4 separate regions of the Rattus norvegicus genome follow, and regions 2, 3 and 4 are each linked to region 1. A link is a contact called in public Hi-C and HiChIP or PLAC-seq data. All regions are on one chromosome and are shown on one strand. Each heading gives the region's core, a stretch centred on a gene start, on an enhancer-like site or on the middle of the called end of the contact. The rest is flanking DNA. Distances are from core to core; before and after follow the strand shown. Region 1 has its middle 140 kb from the start of Tbl1xr1. Region 2 overlaps Tbl1xr1 (TBL1X/Y related 1). Region 3 overlaps Tbl1xr1 (TBL1X/Y related 1). Region 4 has its middle 280 kb from the start of Tbl1xr1.

Evidence for each region. A called contact is a pair of places that touch in the nucleus more often than the background predicts. HiChIP or PLAC-seq counts read pairs in DNA pulled down with a chosen protein or histone mark.
Region 2: a contact with region 1 is called in a Hi-C map of Schwann cells, with 9 times the contacts expected there. The contact joins two enhancer-like sites. A contact is called at or near these places in 8 of 12 Hi-C or Micro-C datasets (the Rat2 cell line, Schwann cells, frontal cortex and 5 more) and 1 of 1 datasets of contacts at active chromatin or transcription factors (oligodendrocytes).
Region 3: a contact with region 1 is called in a Hi-C map of liver, with 5 times the contacts expected there. The contact joins two enhancer-like sites. A contact is called at or near these places in 4 of 12 Hi-C or Micro-C datasets (frontal cortex, kidney and liver).
Region 4: a contact with region 1 is called in an H3K27ac HiChIP or PLAC-seq map of oligodendrocytes, with 6 times the contacts expected there. The contact joins two enhancer-like sites. A contact is called at or near these places in 6 of 12 Hi-C or Micro-C datasets (Schwann cells, frontal cortex, hepatocytes and 2 more) and 1 of 1 datasets of contacts at active chromatin or transcription factors (oligodendrocytes).

Annotation. Positions count from the first base shown.
Region 1 is chr2:106,586,156-106,589,254 of GRCr8, forward strand. No RefSeq gene overlaps it. Among named protein-coding and RNA genes, the nearest start is that of Tbl1xr1, 140 kb to the right of the region's middle. Within about 2 kb of position 1,431, at least 89 of the 93 cell types and tissues checked have an H3K27ac peak or open chromatin away from gene starts, as enhancers often do. A contact at or near this core is called in Schwann cells and liver, where this site is marked.
Region 2 is chr2:106,831,355-106,834,453 of GRCr8, forward strand. It overlaps Tbl1xr1 (TBL1X/Y related 1), which reads left to right. Exons shown (of 16, transcript NM_001108941.1): 5 at 1,231-1,453; 6 at 1,974-2,106; 7 at 2,506-2,647. Among named protein-coding and RNA genes, the nearest start is that of Tbl1xr1, 100 kb to the left of the region's middle. Within about 2 kb of position 1,432, at least 9 of the 93 cell types and tissues checked have an H3K27ac peak or open chromatin away from gene starts, as enhancers often do. A contact at or near this core is called in Schwann cells, where this site is marked.
Region 3 is chr2:106,783,061-106,786,159 of GRCr8, forward strand. All of the region lies in intron 1 of Tbl1xr1 (TBL1X/Y related 1), which reads left to right. Among named protein-coding and RNA genes, the nearest start is that of Tbl1xr1, 54 kb to the left of the region's middle. Within about 2 kb of position 1,696, at least 3 of the 93 cell types and tissues checked have an H3K27ac peak or open chromatin away from gene starts, as enhancers often do. A contact at or near this core is called in liver, where this site is marked.
Region 4 is chr2:106,452,377-106,455,475 of GRCr8, forward strand. No RefSeq gene overlaps it. Among named protein-coding and RNA genes, the nearest start is that of Tbl1xr1, 280 kb to the right of the region's middle. Within about 2 kb of position 1,600, at least 38 of the 93 cell types and tissues checked have an H3K27ac peak or open chromatin away from gene starts, as enhancers often do.

The DNA.
Region 1 (3,099 bases), core at 181-2,680:
CAACCTTCACAGCAAATTTCATCTTAAAAAAAAAAAAAAAATCTTCCTTTACAGCTGGCTAGAGGTTTCAACCAGGCTCCAAAGTGAGGGTTCATTTTCTTCCCCACCCCGTAACTTCCATTTTTCTGCATGTCTCACCATTTCAGACACTTCTCAGGCAATCAGGGGGCCATCTTGGAAGTTTTTGCCCCGACTCCCAGCTGTGTGCTCACCAGCTGTGGCTGAATTCAAGAAATGACAGCTTCAGACTGTTCTCCTTCATAGCATTTAGAGGGAAGTTGCCCTAACCTTCTGAATGACGGGCTGCTGGGAGAGAAAACCTTACTAGTTGAGAGGCTGTCTGCTCTGTTTCCTCCAGGGGAGCACTTAAGGACTTTAGATCAGGCAGCTCCCTGCCGGGAGCAGGAGGGGTAAGATGAGGCCAAGGAGGGCCAGCCCTTCCTTCCCCTTGTCATTCTCCAAATTAGGGCTGGCTGCCATTTTTTTTCTCCCCAATTAAAAGTACCGAAGAGAATTTAAAGGAGACCTGTCCTGTGTCTGTAAATAAATAGCCTGTTTGGCCAAACAGAAAAGGCACCATGTTGCGTGAGTTATTGGATGTATTGTCTTTAATATGTGAATGTGTTCTCAAGAACAAAGTGGCAGCAATCTATACATTTAATTAGTATCAAAGCAACTTCAATGTACCGTTCACAGCAAGGGGGAGAGAAGTAAACTGCTTAAATGCATAGACTTAAAAAAAAAAAATCCTCGTTCTAGGCAAAGGAACCACCGGAACAGTAAGATAAAGAGATCTTAATTAACACCAAATCCATCTACTTCCCCTGCTCCAGAACCGAAACAGAATGCTAAGGCAATTTGCTTGGAGAGCAGTTTTGCACCATAAATCTGGGCCGTGTTTTTCTGTGCGTTTGCCCTGCAGTAAGCTTAAAGAGAAACTCAGGCACCAAAACCTTCAGTTCAGCCTTGGAGGCAAAGCAAAGCGCTAATCAGCCGCAATGGTGATTACATAACACCCCACCCCCACCGCCACCCCCACCCCAAGCCTCAAGAGGCAGGGTTTGGCTTCTGGTTAGAGCAAATGCCTTTCTTTTTTGCCTCTGTGAGAGTCATTGAAAATGCTCTTTAAGGACCAAAAGTCAGGGCATGTGTGTTTTCAGAAGAAATGGAGGTCACTTGAGGGTGACTTCTGAGTACACCCCCAAGCCAAAATGAATCTGTATCGATATCTAAAGTGCATCTGCTTTTAGAGCAGAAGCCACCATCTGTTCCTAATTGGTGCCCTGGAGGTACTCCCGGTGGAAAAAAGAGCCGGGCCAGAGCAGCCGCGCCTCCCCGGGGCTGCAGACTCCGCTCTGGGCCTTGCTGGTGCAATCGAGTGCTCCTCTCTTAGATAATGCCAGGTATTCTGGAAAGTAGCCGTGTAATAATACACAAACCCCTGATGATGTCAGCGTGTTATTGACTTTCCAAGTCTGAATGACTGAGCAGAGGAGCGGGGGGTGGGGCGCCATCCATCCGGCGGCGCAGAGACCAGCCGAGCGAAAATGGGCTCACAGTCCGGCGGGGGAGGGGAACTGCGGCGGCTGCCTGGCCAGGCTGGATGGATCTCAGCCGCAGCAGGATCGCCTCCACCAAGTCAAGAGGGGGCCTTGGGCTAGGGAGAAGGGGTTTTCAATGTTATGTTTAGCCAAAAATTCATCTGGCTGATAGAACTGGTCCCACCACCTACCTCCAAGCCCATACCACGCGGCAGAGGAGGTTACAAGGCTAGCAGCAGTCACCAAGGGAAGTAGAGATTGCAAAGGCCTTGCCCCATCCCAACATTTCGACATACACACAAGATACAGTCTTCAAGGTCTGGAAAGCTCCGGGTCCCTTTTCCTGCTGGAGTCCCCGATCCAAGGAGCCTCTAGGAACCTGCACCTCAGCTCTGGTGACATTTTGTAAGCCATGGTGTCCGTGTTTCCTTACAGGTGCACGTGTTTCGTTACAGGTGCACAGTGTAGGCTCCTCTTCCCACCTTGCAAACTGGACCATTGGGTACTCAACCATCTTCAGTGCTAGGTTAACAGAATTTGCATTAAAAGATCCAGAACCACCCCCCCTCCCCCTGTTTGTGCTACCAACTCGGGTGGGGCCAGTGCCACCAAGCTGGTGTCTCCTGGAGCCCTGGCTTTTTTTTTCCCCCCCCCCCTTGCACATCCAGCATACCCAGCTTGGATAGTGACACCAGAGGAGGAGAAGGCCACAGACTGTTTTCCCTGTCGCAGGCCTGTGCAAATGCCACCAAGAAGCCAAGTCTTATTTAGCTCAGGAAGGAAGGGGAGGGCTGGGCCTGTGCAGAGATGAAAGCGAACTAGTGCTTTGGAGATGCAGGACTATTCAAGGCTTCTGAGCTTGGGCTGAGGGCTCAACCTGTTTGTGGACACATCATCGAAGTGGGGAGAGCCATTGTCTTCTGGGCAACTAGGGAGTTATACATCTAGACTTTGCACCTCTCTGTCTCCTTTTTTTCAAATGGGCAACTCTTTCTGGAAACACTGCACTCAGGTCAAAGCCCCTCTTCCTGTTTCAGAAAACAGCCTACAGACTCTTGGTTTCCTAAATTCCACCCTAACCAGCAGCCTCCAGTCCCAGTTGAAGCTGCAGCCCCTTCTAAAGCTCCCACATCCACGAGGTTCCTGAAAGAACCACTTAGTCCAAGAAGGTGGAGACCACACTGGGCCCAGTTCACACTACTCTCCTACCTTGCCCCAGAGGACTGGTCCAGGAGCCTAGTGGTGACATATTTTAATCCAATCAGAAGCCGCCTTAGGGAACTAGAAACTGGAAGTGTAAAAGACAATTTCTCCCAAGGGATAAACTGAAAAACATTACAAAGTTCTACATGACCCCATCTCCTGGCCTGCTGCAGGAGAGACCAACCAGTATGAAGGCAGATATGGTCAGAGAATGAAACAAGAACAAAGCTGAAAAGCCAGCCCAGCAGGGACATTGAGGTTGTGGGTCACAACCGTGTCCCTGGTATAGCCCTCCCTGCCCCATATTCCTTGTGACAGCCTAGTTTTTTTGTTTGTTTGTTTGTTTGTTTGTTTA
Region 2 (3,099 bases), core at 182-2,681, 250 kb after region 1:
ATGCGTTCCACTTCAAACACCGATGCTTATTCTTAAATGTGTTTTCCTATGGAGTATCTGACCTTGACTTCATGGGTTTGGACAGATTAAGATTATTATTCATAAATGTATTGGTTTTCACACCAGAAGACAGTTTCTGTAGGTTATTCCTTTAATATTCTCTGTGTGTGAGAAAAGGAGATCATATTTAACATATAATTTTGCTGGACGGTACTAAGAACAAACTGCTGGCAAGGACTTACAAAATCATTGTTAGTTTCATGTACCCTGATTTTGGAAGCCAATTTATTTATAAGTGATGCCAACTTTGATGCTCAGAGCTGCATGTGTAAGTAGTGTGTTTGTTTCAGGTATAGGCATGCTACTGTTGCCTGAGGCAATCTTATCTGCTCCCTGATTGTATAAATCAGCCTTGTAGCACAGCCAGACTCATTTACTTCTGGACTGTCACTGGGATCATGAGGAACTGTAACAAGGCTGTTATGCCCTTCAAAGCATTAATAAGCACACATTGCATGTTCTTTCTGAGTGGAACTTTGTTGTAGCTACAATGTTTAGTGTATGGCCAGAACACAGAATATGTAGAAGGTCTCTTCCCCACATCCCCCCATTTTTTTTGGTAAAAGTAAGTGAAAAGATTTTAGCTCTTTAAAGTAGTCCAGTCCCTTGTTTTCCTAAGGGATAGGTCCTACACCACCATAGCTAGCATTATCTGCTGGTTCTCTTAGGTTACACTTAATATCATTTGTATGTCATACAATATCATGCATTTAGATCACTTATATGATATGATCATCCTGTAGTGTTTAGAGAAAACCCATAAGAGAAAGATCTGCTCCAGGTCAGGATAGGTGCATCATCCCAAGGCCTGGGTGCAGAATGCAGATGCAAGTACTGGGTACTTTCTTCTCATTGTATGACATATTCATATTGGTCAGTGTTTCTTACTAGCAGCTTCCCTTACCTGAATGTTATAGTATGCATTTTATTATCTTTAACCTTTTGCCAATGGCCTCTTGTATTGGTTTGTCTTTGTGCAGAGTTGATGAGGACCTTAGGTGACAGTTGGTGGCTGTTTGCATTTGACTCTTGCAGTGCCATTCTTGCTCCCTTCCCCCTTCTTGCTCATGTTCATGGTTTCCTCAGAATGAAGTTTTTCGTTTTGTTAATGGAGTATATGTCAACCTGACAACTACATCTCATTTTTCTTTCCCTGTTTTTCAACCCCAGGATGGCACCTTATTTGATGGTCGACCCATAGAGTCTCTGTCCCTGATAGATGCTGTCATGCCCGATGTCGTCCAAACAAGACAACAAGCCTACAGAGACAAGCTTGCACAGCAACATGCAGCCGCTGCTGCAGCTGCTGCCGCAGCCACTAACCAGCAAGGCTCTGCGAAAAATGGAGAGAACACAGCCAATGGGGAGGAGAATGGAGCACACACCATCGCAAGTGAGCAGAGAATGCTTGGAGATGGTCAGCACACACTGCTCTACTGTAGTGCCCACCCTTAGAAGCTACACTGATAACCGGTGTTTGCCTCTACCCCAACTGGCATCAACACACTTCAGATTACAGACCTAAGATTCCAAAAGCTAAATGAACTGAATGTTCGTTCCTTTTTAAATGTTTCTGAAGCCTTTTTCTACTCTTAAGTGCATTTTGCATCTGCATTTGATTTCTAAGTAAAATTTATAATAGTCTCTGTTACAAACATCCAACAAGGCTCTGACATTGAGGAATAAAGATGACTCGTGCTGTATGAATGATAGCAGCAACCCCTACTGGCAGAACTCAGAATAGTATTGTTACAGACTTTAATTCAGCCTTGCTGAGGTATAACCTTTTTTCCCCCTTTCTTTTTACCATTTCACATACACATTCCGGGATACTCACACTTTTAAAACTAGCACGTCATACTTGCCAGACATGTGCTTCCCTTCTGACAGAACTGCTACTTTTCACGATGCAGATAATCACACGGACATGATGGAGGTGGACGGGGATGTGGAAATCCCTCCCAATAAAGCGGTTGTGCTTCGGGGCCATGAATCGGAAGTTTTCATCTGTGCCTGGAACCCTGTTAGTGATCTCCTGGCATCAGGGTAGGTTTTTCAAAGAGCTTTCTAGTTGTTGAGCATTTTGTTTGGTTTTAGACAGGATTTGCTGTTTAACTTGACGTGTTGACCCACCTGTGTCCTGGGCTTTACCATGCCCAGCACTATCGTGGTATTTAAGAATACCTCACCAAATAGGCTGCTACATGTTTTTGTTAATATATTTCACTTTATAGTCACTTCTGTTGATTGCTTATGATCATCTTGCCTTGGTAGATTAGTATTTCTTGTGAAGTTGTTACTTAGTAGAAGCTCTAAAATATAAAATAAGAAAAATATTAAAATGTTTGTGTCCAGTAGTCTACTTCTTATTCATGCTAAATGTGTGGCTTAGATTGTGGAATGCTTGCTCATATGAGGACTTGAGCTGATATTTTGACTCTGAAGGTCTGGAGACTCCACTGCAAGAATATGGAACCTCAGTGAGAACAGCACAAGTGGCCCCACACAGCTGGTGCTTAGACACTGCATACGGGAAGGAGGGCAGGACGTTCCCAGTAACAAGGATGTCACCTCTCTAGATTGGAATGTGAGTGTTCTTTTCTTGCATAGGTGGTCTGTGAATGAAGACATTTGAGGACTCGACATACTATAATCTGGAGATTAGGTCCCAATTTTAGCTTCAACCTGGCTCCATATTCCTAAAATCCTAATCAAAATTTAAAAATAAATTGAAGGCTTTACTTTTTACCTCTTATAAAAAGCATCCTCAGAGTATCATTTTTATGTTGTCCTTCCTGGTCTATACCTGCTGCATCCTCACTCATGGTCCTCTGTGAAAATGTTCTGCGGAGGAACTGCAGTCCTGCTCCACAGTGCTGCCTGCCAGTGCTCATCCTTGGGTGGGCTGTCTGAGGACACTGGCTTCATCTGCGAGCAGGGTTTTGCCAGCCTTTGTTGGCACTCACACAGAGATCTGGGTCTTTTGTGCCCAGAACTTCAACAGGCACTGTGTGTGTAGTAATTAAATGGCCTTTTGGA
Region 3 (3,099 bases), core at 446-2,945, 200 kb after region 1:
TAACTGCAAATTAAAATAGTTCATGTTGTGTCTCCTTTTATGCCTCTTATTAGAAGATCTCCATGGTATCTTGTTTGTTTTGTACTCTTCTGTGGCCTCTTTGAAAGGTCCTTATTATGCTTTCTTCGTAATTGAATTTTGGAGAGACACGGAGTTTTTTTGGTTCCTCATCATTAGTCTTGAAATGAGGTGACTATAGCTGTCAGGTCACTTGTGTCTCTCTCTATTTCTCTTCTCTGCTTACTGTACAGTCTGATACTAAAAGAAGCCATCCTTCTGGTCCACTTCTGACAGGATAATAATTAGAGTAACAAGGACACCTCGTGGTCTACTCTTCCCTGCTTTCAGCCAGTGGTTCTCCACCCCTCTGGTCCCTTGGGAGAGGCTTTGACGTGATGTCCAGGTCTTACCCTAGATCAGTGGTTCTCAACCTTCTAAAGCTGTGGATCTTTGATACAGTTGTTCCTGTTGTGGTGACCCCCAGCCATGGAATTCTTTTGTTGTTACTTCTTAGCTGTAATTTTGCTACTCTTAGGAATTATAATGTAATATCTGATATGTGACCCACCATGGTGAGGAGCCAGAGTGATGTAGGTTTAAGTCTGTAGAGGCGTTTCCATAGCAGTTATCAGTCACACAGTATCCTTTTCACTGATGTTGTACTGCTCTGGTCTAATTAGCTGTTTACAGTCTTGATGCTAACTTTGACTCCTACTTGAGCTGTGCTTGGGAAGAATGTGGTCTAGTGGGGACAGTATCAGCCCCTCTGTTTCACTAACCCCTGCCCACTTTTAACTAAGATACTTCTGCAGTTCCTGTAACTTCCCTTTCCCTGGCCGTTTGTTTCATTCCCGTAAACTACCGTTTTGTTTTGTTTTTGAAGGCATAACACATAATATCTTTGTGCCACGAAAAATCTAGTATTTCTTAGGCATTGTGAACTGTACCACTAATTTGTAATTTAAGAGGAAAGGAGCAATTTGTTACACCTGGACAATAGTGATGTACTCACACATTTTAAAAAGTAATAGACTTTTTCTTACATGAATCTTGAAATTCTTTGTTATTGTTCTTGTTTTTTAATAACAGCAAACGTTTGTTGAACTTCTGTTACAGTGAACTGAAGCCTTTTCCTGTTTTTTTTGAGATATGGTCTGAATAGTTCTGTATTGCCTGTGACTTATGGGTGTGTGCCAGCATTCCTGGCTGAAACCTAAAACTTATACAACCTAAACTTTGACCTTGTTAATTTTGTTTGTTTTGACAGAGTCTCATGTGGTAGGGCCAGCCTTGAACTGCTGATCCTACCTCCCAAATGTTGAGAGAGGGAACTAATAACAAACTTGACTCACAGTTGACCACTCTTTAATTTAGAAACTTTGCTGTAGTTGAATTTGAGCAGGCAGCTTTTGAAGTCTTTGGTAACCTTTTGCTCTATTTGTACGCGGTGGTTTATTTTTATGTTCAATGGAAGGCACAGCTGCTTCATGCCCCACAGGATTGACTCAACTGAACCAGGTGCTTAGGTATCTCTGTATGGATTTTGGTCTTAAAAATTGTTCAGTTTTAGAAAATGTAAGGTTAAAGTATACAACTGTTTGGCTCTAATTTCCCCAAGTAACTTGAATAACAATGGAAGTGAAAGCAAGGACTGGTGCTTACTGAGGCTTCTGACTGCAGCTGAGCCCAGACTGCATCTCTAAAATCTTCCTGAAGGGGGAGCTACCCCCACCTCATCCTATGCTGGATGTCTGGTAAGCACTGTGTGTGTGTGTGTGCGTGTGTGTGTGTGTGTGTGTGTGTGTGTGTGTGTGTGTCTGTGACTGTGAGCTCAGTGTAGTGTACACTGTTACAAAGACTTTTTATTCCACCCTGGAGGATTGTCAGGCACGTGAGGAAAGTAACTGATAATTTTTTTAAAATCAGCAAATGAGAAAGGATCAGTTAGAGCTAATTTACATATATAGCTTCCTTAAAAATGGCACCATTTGGAATTGGTCCTTTTATCATCTTGGAAATCATGTAATAGTGGAATGCACTTGGAATTCTGTGACATTTCCCAGGAATTCATTTAATACAATCTTCTTCACCTTCTTATTTATGGAGTTGGGGTGAACTTGCAGCTATGCATGCTGTGTCCATCTTAACACAATCAGCTCTGGTAAGATTTTAATTTTTCCTCAGGTCTAAATGTGACTTCCAGAATTTCCACACAGAATGGGAACTGCTGTCTGCTTTCTTTAAGTATACTTTGTGGCACAGGCTACTGGACTCAGGCCATGCTCCTCCCTGTGTTTGTACTTTTCGTCGGTCAGTAGCCATGTTTCAAATCAGTGAGCCAAATGAATTTATTGTTAGAAACCAGTCAAAATAATTTTGTTATTTTGAAGATTTTTTTTCATAAATAAAAAGCCTAATTTTTATGTTAAAACCTGGTTATGTGTTAGTGGCATTACTGGGAAGACGCTTAGCTGCAATGTCTGTGCTAAAGGCCTTTTCTGAGATTATTGCATTACTTACTTTAGGTAAATGCTGATAATCGATTTAAAAAAACAACTATTTTGTTTGGAGACTGAATGAAGTTTAACAGTCTATAAAGTTAGCTTTGTAATTCATGAGGTGTACTTTAGTTTTCTGTTAGTGGAATGTCAGTCTGTCCCTGCCACCTTCTGGAAGTGGTGTGAAAAGTCATGAGAATAGCAGCCAGCCACTGCCTCTTCAGTTGGTGTGTTTGGTCTGTGCCTAGACCCTCACCTGTCCTGTTAGAACAGTGAATCCAAAGAGCTCCACATCTTCCAGTTGCCATTCTTAGTTAATAGAGGAATAGCAAGGTTAACAAATGGGCCCTGATGTATAGAAAAGGCTGGGCAGTCATGCTAGACGGCTATGGGAAGAGAGGTATGCTGAGGGAGCGCCCTCCCTTTGGATGGTCCTGACCAGGCTGCTGTGGGTTGAACTCTGCAGGAATGGGGCTAGGTTTGAGAGAAGAACCTTTTTGCACAGTGCATTTCTAGTATTAGAATGTCAGTGGCACGTGGAGGCGGCGACAGAGGAGTGAAGGCCAAGGTAGAGGAGAAGCTGACAGAGACCCAGTCATAA
Region 4 (3,099 bases), core at 350-2,849, 130 kb before region 1:
AGCTTGTTTCCTGTCTTGTGTTGAAGATTACAGTTAAGTGATTGGATTAATCTCAGAAGAATCTTTGAACTTTGGACTTTTAACATTTTTGAGACTGTGATAGACTATGAGGACTTATGAAATTGGATACAATGTATTTTGCTGTCAATAGGTGTGGCCCCCATATATTTGAACAAGTCTATCGGATCCAGAGAGTGGAATGTGGTTTGAATATGCTTGGCCAAGGGATTGGCACTATTTGGAGGCATAGCCTTGTTGGGTTAGGCGTGGCCTTGTTGAAAGAGTTGTCACTGTGAGTGTGGGCTTTAAGACCCTTGCCTTGCTGCCTGGAAGCCAGTCTTCTCCTATGGCCTTCAGATGAAGATGTAGAACTCTCAGCTCCTCCTGCACCATGCCTACCTGGGTGCTGCTGTGCTCTGCCTTGATGATATTTGACTGAACCTCTGAACTTCTAAACCAGCCCCAATTAAATGTTGTCCTTATGAGAGTTGCCTTGGTCATGGTGTCTGTTCACAGCAGGAAAAGCCTAAGACATACATTAAGGAATTAAGCAAGGTTCATCTCTCCATTTTTTAAAAATTATTATTAAAATCAATAAAAATTGCTGCAACAGTAGTTCTAGATCCACCCAAGTCATCCTGTATTAGCATTTCATTCCTTAGGGTCTCAACCATTTCCAAATTTTGGCCATATTAATTTCAGATATAAATAATTCTGTGAGCTGTCAGTACCTTAATAAGGATTAGGGTCTAGCTATCTAAGTTTAGAAAAGGCACCAGAGGAATTTGGCAGAGATTTAGCTGGGGAAGCCTCTCTAAGGTGGAAAGAAACTGAAAGGGGCCAATTTTAGAACCAAGGACAAAACTGAAACTGCACTGAAATTTTATGTAGGGCAGACCTAGATCCAGAGTGAAAAGACACAACTGTTTTTAATAGTAACTGTCTCTTTAAATCTCAGCCTTGGCAACTCAGCCACTGAAATAGGTTATGGATCTGTGGGTACAGCACAGTGGAACATTTAATCAGAAAACAAAGAACTTTCTGGAACAAAGAAGACAAATAAAAGCCTAGACATGAAAACGTTAACTGGCAACGTAAGTTCAGGGGACAGCTGTGTCCAAATTCACTGGGCTGCTGGCCCAAAAAGCAAAATCTGTGGAAGACTGAGAAGAATTACATTGTTTCTGAACTCACACAGTGGCGGATTGCCATGGGAGCTTGGATGTTCTGCAATGAGATAGGAGAGTTTAACAGCAAACTGCAATGGTTAGAAACAAGTATTTCCTAGTTCCTACCTTGAGATGTGTCTCTTTATTTTCTGGAAAAGAAATAAGTATCCTTTAACATCTCCATGGGAAACACTTGGGTTTATTTCAATGATCTTCATGTCTGGGTATGATGGTACTGGAACATACTGAATTTATTAGTTAATGGCTAGTGCTAATGAATCACATTTTATTTGCATGTTTTAAGATAGTTTCTAAGTTCTCGTGGTTAATTCAAGCGATAAAACATTTCTGAGAGACGCATGGTTGCTTGCCTTGGCTTTGCCTCCCTTATTCAGTGGAAAAGAATGCTTCCAGAAGGCAAGCTAGCCATGATTGTGTGCAAACTGATCACTGCAATTACCCTTTGCTATGACAAAGACCTCAGAGCATCAGGCATTGCTCACATTTGTTCCCCAGCTGTGACTTCAACATGACATGCTGAGACTTACATTCATCAGGCACCTTAAGATTCCGGAGTATTTTTCTCTTGTGTAAAATAGGCATTATTTTCCAAGCTTTAAGTTTAGGTTTAGGTAATTTTCTTAGATACATAGGAATGACAGAGCCAGGCTTAACAGGTGACTTGAGTGCCTTTATGGAACGCAATAACCCCGACTCAATCCTTCTCAGTTGACTTGAGTGGGAAGAATTTGCTAAATAAAACATTTAATAAGCAGGCCAGAACTATGCTAACAAAATTCTATATAATGAGAAAAAAGATTCTTGGGTGTCGAGGTATGATGAGGTCTGCTCTGAAGAGATGGAGACAGTCTCAGAGATAGAGAGCAGGTGAGAGAGATTGAAAGAATGGAGTCAGCGAGGAGCCCAACCTGTACAGATATTTCAAAAGGAGGATAACTACCCACGTTTAGATTTATTCCCTCAGTTGTTTGTTTACAAGGAATTCCAGCACATAGATCAACCAACCCCTATTCTGCAGGGATTGCTCAGGTCTGGTACTGAGCTGAAAACTCCCCAGGATCTACAGTAAACATCCATTATTCCCAAATCTTAGAACCTTCATAGCATATTTTGAGCACCTACCATTAGATACAGCTTGAAATACTCACAATAGAAGAATGAAGAAGATGCAGTGCTGATATCCAGGAAGGTGAGAGGAAACCAAATAAGTACACGTCACTTGTGGAACGAGTGGGTCCATGAATAAATACAAGAAAGACTTAAGTGTTGAAGGGTAAAAACGAGGGGTGTTCCATCTCTCTTGAGTCAGAGAAGGCCTTTCAACAATGGTCTGTGATATGAAGCTTGCTAGAAAAACAAATGGTGGTGACGGGGAAAGGAAGGATGCAATTGCAGGCAGAAATATCAGGAACACCCACAAAAGCTTCCTAAAAACGATTCCACAATGCTGTGGTAGAGAAAATGCTTGAGGTATTTTGGTGAGCTGAGGGACAGATCCTGCCAGAGTTTTATTAGGAAACTCTGAGGTAAGTAAGGAACAGCATAATGGGGCATTGGAGTACAGAAGGAGGAGTCACAGAATAACTTGGCTCTAGAAAAGAGAATATATGAATGGTGCTCCAGTGGCACCTCAGCTACCTCAAGATGATACTGGTGAGGTCATAGAAGCCTGTATTAAAGTAGTGGCATTAGATGAGAGGAAAATAAGGGGCTAGAACAGAGAGGGATTGGCCAGGCTTCGTAAATAAAAGACCAAGACAACCTCTGATTTGAGATTTGGATAATGGCATTACTAAATAGGACAGGGACAGACCAAAAGTAATCAGGAATAAGTGCTACTTAAGCTGAAAGAAACATTAGTAATGCCGAACACATGCTGGTCTATTCTCAAACAACAGGGCAACACTCT